Regions from separate parts of the Mus musculus genome. Here region 2 is linked to region 1. A link is a contact called in public promoter capture Hi-C data. All regions are on one chromosome and are shown on one strand. Each heading gives the region's core, a stretch centred on a gene start, on an enhancer-like site or on the middle of the called end of the contact. The rest is flanking DNA. Distances are from core to core; before and after follow the strand shown. Region 1 holds the start of Bex2 (brain expressed X-linked 2). Region 2 has its middle 22 kb from the start of Bex3.

Region 1 (5,368 bases), core at 2,098-4,597:
TCCAGTTGCATTCATTTTAGTGTAAATGTCAGGCTCTTTTAAATATCCAATTATGTTGTCTGTGAGTTGGGCTAATCTGACTTCTTCCTTTCATATTTTTATCCCCTTTATAGTTTTCTCCTGTCTTATTCCTCTAACTAAGTCTTCAAGAAATATATTGAATTAAAAGTGGAGAGAGTAGGTATCATGTATTCTTCCAAATTCTAGAGTAAATATTGTTTTACCCCATTCAATTATTCAGTTTAATGTTGGTTACAGGTTTGTCATAAATAGTCTTTATTGTTTTGATTAATGTTTGTCTATTCCAAATGATTCCAGGACATTTTTGTAGCTTTATGTCAGCTAATGTGCAATATTTTACTATACCAGTTTCAGGAGACTAATAGAATTTCTTCTCTCTCTCTCTCTCTCTCTCTCTCTCTCTCTCTCTCTCTTTCTCTGTGTGTGTATATAATGCCTGTGCCTCAACATATACACTAACCAGTATTCTTTTTCTGAAGATAACTATCCTTATTTTTCATTTTTTTTTTTTTTGAGACAGGGTTTCTCTGTGTAGCCCTGGCTGTCGTGGAACTCACTCTGTAGACCAGGCTGGCTTTGAACTCAGAAATCTGCCTGCCTCTGCATCCTAAGTGCTGGGATTAAAGGCATGTGCCACCACTGCCCGGCTTCCATTTTTTAATTAATATTTTAATACCCCCCTAATCCCTGTGTCCTCTTTTAAATTTTAATAGCTCATTAACTCCATTTTTTTGTTGTTGGCCATATACTTCTCATTCTGTATGCATCCACTGTAGCTTGGTCAGTCTACCAGAAGCCAGTAACTGTTCAGCCCTTACACGTGAATGCACCCAATCATGTTGGATGAGAAATTTTGCTTGTATTTTCACCAGGGAAATTGGCTTGTAGCTTTCTTTTTCTGTTATGTCTTTTATCCAGATTTGTTGTCATAATACTAATTGGCTTCATAGAATTAGCTTTCTCGTGTTCCTTCTGTTTTTACTTTGTGGAACAGTTTCAGAAGTGTTGCAGTGTGTTAGGTCTTCCTTTAATGCTTGATAGAATTCAAAAGTCAAAGCTTTGCCTTGTGGAGAAACTTTTGTGAAATACGGTGTCAATCTCATTGCTTTTTTGTGTGTCTTCTTAATTTTTTATATCATCTTCCAGATTTAATTTCAGTAGAACATAGAAGTTGAGAATTTATTTATTGTTTCTAGGGCTTTCCATCTTTTTAGGATAAAACTTTTTCAGATTTTTTACTGGTTATTTTATTTATTTACATTTCAAAAGTTATCCCCCTTCCCAGTTTTCCCCCAGAAATCCCCTATCCCATACCCCTCCCCCTGCTTCTATGAGTACTCTTTGATTGGTGGTTTAGTCCCAGGGAGCTCTGGGGCGTCTGGTTGGCTGATAGTTGTCCTTCCTATGGGGTTGCAAATCCCTTCAACTCCTTCAGTGGACAAAACTTTTCAAAGTGTTCCATAATTGAATTCTGTTTACAACTCCACTTTCATCTCTGATTTTATTGACTTGGGTTTTCTCTCTCTTTTGCTAGTTTGGCTAAGATTTTGTGAGTATCATTAATCGTCTTGAAAAAACAAATCTTTTATTGCATGTATTGTTCTTTTAGTTTCTATTTTATTGATTTCCCCTTTACTCTTTTATTATTTCTTACCATGTGTTAAGTTTGGGCTTGTTTTTTGTTGTTTGTTTGTTTGTTTGTTTGTTTTCTTTGTTGTTGTTTTTTAAGAGCCCCATCATTTTGTCATTCACTTGAGATCTCTCTGTGTTTGTTTGTTGTTCTTGCTTTTTTTTTTATAACAGTATCTCACTATGTAGCCCCAGGTGGCCTGGCACTTGCTATGTTTACCAGTCTGGCCACAAATTCACACCTAGATCTTTCTGTCTCAGTGGTCTAAAGGGTCCCAGCAAGCCACACCTCGCCCGAATGCTACAAAGAGTTAACAACCAGAACCCAGACAGGATTCTACTGGAACTGGGTGAAAAGAGAAGAGCCTTGGGAGCCCCCTTTCCCCCCACCCAAGAGACCCTTCTGTAATTTACATAGGATCTAAAAAATGTAGGATATTTTTGTGGCTTCTAATATGAGAGCAGACCTCTAATCAATGCTAAAAAGAACTGGGGGGGGGGGTTCTGGAAGAATTGCACAAGAGGAAGCAACGGTGATTGGTTTCTCCATGTGGTTTTGAAGAATACAACAGGAACCTGGATGGAGGAAATGAGGGCCTCTGGAATTTGGTGTTAAGGAAACCAATGCCTTCCTAATCTCACTCTCTCTCTTTTATAAAAAAAAAAACAGGTACCAGTTCTGATTTTATTTCACCATACTAACATACACGGCACTTGAGAATGAGAAATGCACAAGTGAACCATTCAACAGCTTGCCTTTTACTCAAGGACACGATATTCATATTAAACATACAGTCTTCCCACTCTGACTTTTTTTCAGAGCAGGGATGATAACATCTTTGGTCTGTCAACCCTCAAAGCTTTCTCCCTTTGCTTAGGTCCTTAAAGCTATCCACAGTGATAGCCAGGAACTTTCAGTTGCTAACAAAAGTCTTTCTACAGTTAAAGACTGATGGTAATTACAGGGTAAGACGGAACAGAATTATTAATACTTGGTATTGGCTCCTAAAGGGGAAAAGATTGCTTACAACAAATTATTATGCTCTAACAACTGGACTTGTTTCTTAAGATTCATTAAACTGATTTTAAATACACACATTTTTCAAAGAGATCCTGTTTTTAACGTTTTCCAGGAAAAAATTTAAACAAACTATTGATGATCAGAGTAAATCTATTGAGTCGAGCACAGAGCACAGGAGAACATTTTTTTTCATGTTTGTTTGTTTAGTTTTTACTTTGCCAGTTTTAAACATTTTGTTCAAAACAAATCTTCTACTTTTCAAAATTTGAGCCGTGAAAAACTGTTCTGAAATAGGGACTCATTCTATGGCCCAAACTGATTTGAAACTCACTGTGTAATCTATATGGGTTCCAATCCATGGTGAATTTCCTACTCCAGCCAGGATTTCAAGAGTGGGCCACTAGTTCTGGCTCAGACCTATTAACATTTAAAAAGAAAATAAAGAGAAATTAATAGAAGGGATTTATACAGATGGAAAGAGAGAAAACGGACTTCCAGGATGAGGGTGTGGTGTTGCTGAACCAAGGAGCATGGTGCAGACCCTCCCTGGTAACAGGGAAGGGAGATGTCCAACCTCCTGATGGTGATGCCACTTGTGGTTCCTCAGATTGGTGAGGATCCGGATGAGTGACGGGTGGGGCCCGAGGTGAGCACTGGCGGCGGGGAGGCGGGGGCGGGGCCTCCTGTCGCACCGGCCTCCCGAACAGGGGGAGCGGGCTTGGCAGTGACGCAGGGCCCTCACGTGACCCGGGGCTGCAGAGCGACGCAGCCTTGGGTGCAGTCGTCACGAGCGTCTGGCCAGCAGCTCGGAGCTCCTCTGCGCGCGGCGGGCTGGCAGCGGGCCCGAGGCGAGCGGGACAGGTAAGGGGCCTGCACGCCGCGGCCCTGCGGGCGACAGCCTCGCGACGGGCGGGCGCGCACCGCGGCTTTGTGCACCGCGCGGGGAACCCCGGCTGCGCCCGGGAAGGGACGCCCGGGCTCAGGGGCGGGGACGGCGCGGGGGTCCCGGGAGAGGGGCGGCTGGGCGGGCCCGCAGCGGAGAGCGCTAGAGCGAGCCCCGGAGAGCGGGGACGGGGACGGGGACGGGGATGGGGACGGGGACGGGGATGGGGACGGGGATGGGGACGGGGCTGCTAGAGATCGTGGGCGGCCCTGTAGGGGGATGGGCGGTGGGTCCGAGGAAGGCGGGTGCGGTGCTGAGCTCGGCGCCCAGTCCTTCCCATCCCACCCTGTCTGCAGATTGACTGGAAACCGAGAGTCCAGGCGGCAGCGGGAATTGACAGGAGGACTACGCCGCAAGGGATAGGCCCAGGTTGGTTCAGTGGCGGTGGGGGTGGGGTGGGGAGACTGAACGGGGATGGATGGGCGTTAGTCCCCTCATATCCCCCTCATCCATCCCTTCCCACCTACTATCCCACACCCCTCATTCTACCTCCCAGCTCCCCTTCCACCACCCACCATTCCCACAGTTCCATCCTCCATTTTGATGCCTGCAAAAGCTTTGGAAACAGATCTGCAGGGAAAATGGTGGGTTGTGGGGAGGGAGGGTCTGGGACTGGGGGCCCCCTAGAGGGCGTGTTGAGCCTTTCAGGTAGAAAAAATAAAATTTGAAAAACAAACATATGGACATCCAAGATTGTGAATGGTGGCAAATGGGCCTCTGTCCTCGGTGCTGAATCTTTGAACATTTCTCTTGTCTTCTAGGAGAAATGGAGTCCAAAGTGGAACAAGGCGTGAAAAATCTCAACATGGAGAATGACCATCAGGAAAAGGAGGAAAAGGAAGAAAAGCCACAGGATGCTAGCAAAAGGGATCCGATTGTGGCCCTGCCTTTCGAAGCTGGAGACTACTACGTGCCTAGAGGAGGTCGCAGGCGGTTCCGGGTTCGGCAGCCCATCGTGCACTACAGATGGGACCTGATGCATAGGGTTGGGGAGCCCCAGGGAAGGATGAGAGAGGAGAACGTACAGAGGTTTGGGGATGATGTGAGACAGCTCATGGAGAAGCTGAGGGAAAGGCAGCTGAGCCACAGCCTGCGGGCGGTTAGCACTGACCCGCCTCATCATGACCACCATGATGAGTTTTGCCTTATGCCCTGAGTCCTGAGCTTTTCTCTGAAGATGACATGGGGACCCCTGCTTTCAAAACTTACATGTTTGTGATGTACTGTTGTAATATTTCTGGTGTCACTTGTTTCCCCATGGGGCTCCAACTTCTGCCAGCTTCTAATTGAAACTTGTGTTTTCGACTCAGTCTTACATTTCTTTTTTTGTTAGCAGAATTTATCTATTGCATGGGAAGATGCTCAGTATATATTGTGAACCTAATAAAGCAGATTTAAAAGGCTATCTTAGTAGTTCTTTAAAGGCTACATATACACACGTGTATATATGCTATATATGCCATACACAAAGGGAAAAGTGATGGAATGAAATTGTCACGTGATTACTGCTGGGCCTCATTCTCTGGAACTCAGGCAGATAACATAGGGAACATTTTAATAACTCGGGGCCCCTGTTTGGTTTTGGTTAAGCACACTTCCCCATGGTGTAATAATACACTTTTCATCTTATTCCTTTCACCTGTGTGCAGTATACACACAGCCCTCCTGATACAAGGGAGCTAGAGATCCCAGATCCCGTTCAATCCCTCACCTGAGGCTTTGCTTCTGTGTCATGGTGCACAGACTCTCATATC
Region 2 (5,116 bases), core at 2,424-4,923, 220 kb before region 1:
GCATATCACTCTCCGTATGTTGCTATTTTCTAGCCTTTGTCTTCATGTTCTCAAAATACTGAGGTGGGCGCCATTGTTTCCATCCCGGGGCTAGTCACAAGGTCCAAAATTCTAGGCATATAATAAATGAACAGCAGGGTCGACTTGAATCTGTATCCTTCCACGGGCAAATTACAGGATAACGTAAGCGTCAAAATATATTGTGATGATAATGGAGTATTCTTCTTAAAAAGAACAGGGATCTCTAGTAGTATTGAGAGAGACAAATTCATTAAAAGTGAAACTATACTCAATAACAAATAACGCTTGTAGCCTAGTAACTGCACAGGGAAGGAGGTACAGAAGCAACACTTAGCAGGTGTCATGGTAACAAGCGTTATGGCAAGAATCACACATAAAATACCACATCTGTACCAAACCGCACGGCAGTCACTGTTGAACTCTGTATACTGGCCAGGAAAACACACAAGTACTACCGCACAAGTACTAACCTTGTCCTTTCTGTGTTGGGAGATAATTATATTATGAAAATCATTAACTAGAAGTATTCTTCACAATACAAACATTCCAAGAGTTGCAGATGCATACATAGATATTCAAATGTAACACCTTTACTCTTTCCAACCACAATCTCCTTGAGAGAACTTACTGGGGGACAAAAGAAGAGAACCTCTGATTATACTGATTCCGTTTGGAGCAAGCATTTGACAGATGGCTGTCATAGAAGTCTTCCACAAAACTGGGCCTTGGACATTTGTTTATTTACTTATAATTCACTCCATTCCCAGCAACTTCAAATGCTGGAACTGAGACACAGATATATGTTAGCATCAAGGGCTTGTTTGATCATAGAGCAAGTAACCTAACATTTCAACCTAAACGAGTCTTTAATAGCCTCTATTAAGATTTACCTGAAGACAGTTGACTACAGTAAAATATGTGGGAAGTGTAATTTAAAATACCTGTCACTTAAAATGGCACCAGGAAATATGAAATAATTAGCAAAAATTTGCCAATTACTATGTAGTGCCTGGACAATGAATGGGACAAATCATTGCTGAGATAATATGCTGATGTATTCCCCATATTCTGGTAGACAACAAATACTATTAAATAATGAGTAATCTTCAGACACTGGGTTATTCACTTATTTAAAAAAAACTTTGAGAAGTCTTTAAGAATTGTTACATAATATCAGCAGGATAGTTTGGCTTTTATGAGTTTGGGTTAAGGTTTCCTGTCAGTTAGCAAAAAAAAAAAATCAAACTAGATCACAGGATGAGGGTCTCTTTGCCACCCATGTCCCCTTCGATGGCCCCTATTTCCATCTTATCTCAGGACAAGTGGATATCTACATGCACAAATATAAACATAGATACATCCTAAGTGGTAGGATACAAAAATCAACTCAAAATGAACAATTGGTCTAATGGGGTTAGAGAGACATCTCAGAGTTTAGGAGTGCACTTTGCTGTTACAGAGGATCCAAGTTCAGAAGGATGGACAATCTCTTCCAGTCTCCATATACACATAGCCTATACATAAACACACAAGCATATACACAGTGAAAAATGAAAATAAATCTAAAAAATAATTGATAAAAAAAACCAACCCAAATGCGAGTCTTGCAGCAGAAAACAATCAATGTTCAGGACCATGGATTAGGAGCAACATCCTTGGATATAACAAATCCCCTTTTCTTCCCCCAAGAACTAAAGTGCTAGGACTTCTGTAAAGTAAAAGGCATACACTCTTTCAAGTATATGGTAGAAAACAATAAAGATAAGCCCCTGTCTGGGAAAATAAATGTTTGAAAATCATGCATCAGATTAAAGGACTTCTTGTTTCCCCCAGAAAGTCTCACAAAAGCCATTAAGAAAATAGACAGTTCGATCAATAAATACACCAGAAGTTTTAATAGATGCCCCACTAAGAGAAACATACAAAATCAACATCCTTGATCCTGAAGAAAGAGAAACAGATAACTCTAATGGGAATGTCAACACTCCCATGAGAATAACCACAATTGAAGGCTTGTCATACCAAGTCCTGGCAAGTTTGTGGAGGATGAAACTCTCATACCCACTTCTGGTGGCCATGACAAACATGACAATTTCTTTGGAAAAAAATCTCAGTTTCTAAAAATGTAAATAATCCTCAAGTCATTCCATTCTTAGGCTTTTACCCGGGAGAAAGAAAACATTTCCTTAAAAAGGCTTATTTGTATAAGTTCATATCAGCTCTATGTTAAAGAGATTGAAATTGAAAGCAACCTAAACAATAGCCAACAGGTAAATAAATTAAAATCTGTGTGGCTGAAGAGGTTGCTCAGTAGCCAATATCATTGATTGTTCTTCCAGAAGACCTGAGTTCAATTTTCAAAGACCACATGAGAGCTCACAACTTGTCTGTAACTCCAGCTCCAGGGAACCCAACACCCTCTCCATGGGCACCACCAGTCATGCATGTGGTGTTCAAACTTATAGGGAGGCAAACACATACACACATAAAATAAAAATAAATCTTTAAAATTTTTCGTGAAGCCATATATTGCTATACTATTTAGTATTACAAATTAAAAAAATATATGCAACAAAATAGAGCAATTTAAACACACATACAAAATGAATGAAAGAAGCATGATATCTCTAAATTCTGATTCTATCTAAATACATTTCCAAGATATACAAATCTTCTATAATGTTAGATTGCTATGTTTGCCTGAAGACAGGATAGGCAGTAGGTGGGACAGAGAACCTGACTAACTTAAAAATGAAACCTTATGGGTTGGTAAATAATAATGAAACTTAGGCCTACTTGATTACAAGGTGTCTATTGTCATTATGGAGCAAAGAAGAAAATGATAAATGTTTTTTTCAAGGTTGGCAGGTTGAACTTCAGAGTTGGCCCAGTGATTAAGAGGACTTGTTGCTCTCACAGAAGACCTGGCCAGGGTTTGCAGCACCTACTTGGTGAGCCACAAAGGTCAGTATATCTAGTTCCAGGCGATGTAACACCCTTTTCTGGCCTTCACCCACTCATTATACGTACATGCTCAATATACATCATATTTTTTAACTGTAATCATTCAGAATTTTTTAAAGCAGATATGAAATGGTCAACAATGTAGTGAACAAGGTCTCTTAAAATCAAGAAATGTCTGTGTTAAAATCAGATTCTTAGCAAGACCATCAAAACAAATGCATCTTTTAACAGTCAAGACAGTCATCTAAATCACTGATGATGGTTTAAGTGGATATTACCACTGAAGATCTCAGAGATCCGGTGGATGAGCATTCTTGTCTCCTTTTCACAAAGGGAGAATTGGGCAGAGAGCAGGCCCAGGTGCCTATTTTATTCTCCATGAACACCCCACATTTTCATAGAAAAATGGCTCCTGGGCACCCTGAACCAGGACAGTTCACTCACTCTGTGTAACCAGGAGGAATCCACATCTTTCTCCTACAAGAGATCGTGCAGTACCAAAGGACTTGGGTCTGTAATTATTGAAGGTCACCCCCTCCCCACCATAAAACAATCACATTCTCAGCTCAGTCCAAATACTTGGGGGCAGGGAACTTCCGGCTCTTCTTGCCAGATCACCTAGTGCTGCACACACACACACACACACACACACACACACACACACACACAAAAGCTATCCTGCTAGCCTTAATGACGTCAGGTTTCTATAGCAACCGCCATCCACAGGCTGCTGTATAGAGACGCCCCCGCTCATCCTCTCTTGTGCCCTAGACTTTCTCTGAATATAAAATGCCTTCACCTTCAGGCTACCTGAGAAAGCATAGTGAGAGAAAGTGGGATGGGACTCAGGAAATTAAAAGAACTCTGACCAGGTTATGTGAACAAAACATATCCCTAGAGACTGGCCCCTACTCTCTGTAATAGATCATGCTGGTTTCCATTTAAAAGTCCTCAAGGTCACCGTAATGATGTCAGGTTTCTATGGCAACCGCTATTCGCAGGATGTTCAACAGACTGGAAATGCTTCCCTCACAGCCCTCCCTTCCTTGTCTTTTCATTTTTCTGAAAGCAAAACAACATCACCCTTTAACCCACCTGAGAGAGCAAACTCATTTACGAAACCAAGCAGGAAAGCAGGCAATTGGCAGAAGCCTGTCCAATTTGGTGAAATTAAGCATGTTTCTGTGATCAAAAATTTTGTTTTGTTTTTTTTTAAAGTAACTGCCTAAATAAATACTAAATAATTAAATAGAACAAATATGTTTAAAAATGACAGTGACAAGTGTTTTCTTTTTAAATCTTATACATGGAATCTGGGCAAAAAGGACATAAAAAATAGGAATATCGCTAGAAAAAAAAGAATGGAATCTGCAGAGAAAGTGATTTGCAGAAGATCACATTATGATGTGTATATGGATATGTCATAATGGAGCTCATTATTTTAATATATTAAAATTTTAAGTACCCTGTCCAAAACAAACAAAAAGCAAAAATAAATCTTGGCCATGGAAGAGTAGTATAAGTAAAAGGAAACCAAGCAATATCTTTTGGGGCTCCAGTAGATTAATTTAGTTGTCAGAAATCTAACCACTTCAGTCATACATTGGCTTAATCTTAAAAAATTTTACCTACCACTGCTGATATTTTCTCCCATATAGAAGGGTATCCACTAACCAATATGCAATAGCCCCTCTGTCTGCATAGTTGGTCATGATCTACCTGACTTGGTATACTGAAAATTGTGTGCATGTGCATGTGTGTATATGCGTGCGTATATGCGTGTGTATGTGTGTGTGTGTGTGTGTGTGTGTGTGTGTGTGTGCATATGCATGTGTGTGTGTACTAGGATGACTTTTAAATAGACTTAAAACTGTTTCCCTGTTTTTGTGTCTGTCTCCCAAAGTACTTCTATCTCTTTCTTCAAAAGGCTTAGATGACATAGCAAAATTCATTCTGTGCAAAATCTAAGATCTAAACCAAGAGTGTCCAATTTTGACATTGCAACATTACATTATCATCTACAAATTTCATGCTCAAGAGCTGTGCAATGAAGCTCCAAAGAAACATTAATAAACAGTAAAATTTTTAAGTAGGCTTCTAATTTGGGGTTGGGTCACATTCATAATTATGT

Evidence for each region. Promoter capture Hi-C pulls out the DNA fragments that hold promoters and counts their contacts.
Region 2: a promoter capture Hi-C map of second pharyngeal arch cranial neural crest shows a contact between it and region 1. The contact joins the enhancer-like site here to the promoter of Bex2 in region 1. A contact is called at or near these places in 3 of 39 promoter capture datasets (cranial neural crest, frontonasal cranial neural crest and second pharyngeal arch cranial neural crest), 1 of 484 Hi-C or Micro-C datasets (embryonic stem cells), 2 of 115 datasets of contacts at active chromatin or transcription factors (epiblast stem cells and stem cell-derived neural progenitor cells) and 1 of 9 other capture datasets (adipose tissue).

The regions. Positions count from the first base shown.
Region 1 is chrX:136,066,215-136,071,582 of GRCm38.p6, reverse strand. Bex2 (brain expressed X-linked 2) reads left to right here and starts at 3,347. Exons shown (of 3, transcript NM_009749.2): 1 at 3,347-3,532; 2 at 3,911-3,983; 3 at 4,376-5,018. The coding sequence starts at 4,381. The coding sequence ends at 4,770. It also overlaps a transcript of Nxf3 not described here.
Region 2 is chrX:136,289,743-136,294,858 of GRCm38.p6, reverse strand. No RefSeq gene overlaps it. Among named protein-coding and RNA genes, the nearest start is that of Bex3, 22 kb to the right of the region's middle. Within about 2 kb of position 3,673, at least 55 of the 459 cell types and tissues checked have an H3K27ac peak or open chromatin away from gene starts, as enhancers often do. A contact at or near this core is called in embryonic stem cells and second pharyngeal arch cranial neural crest, where this site is marked.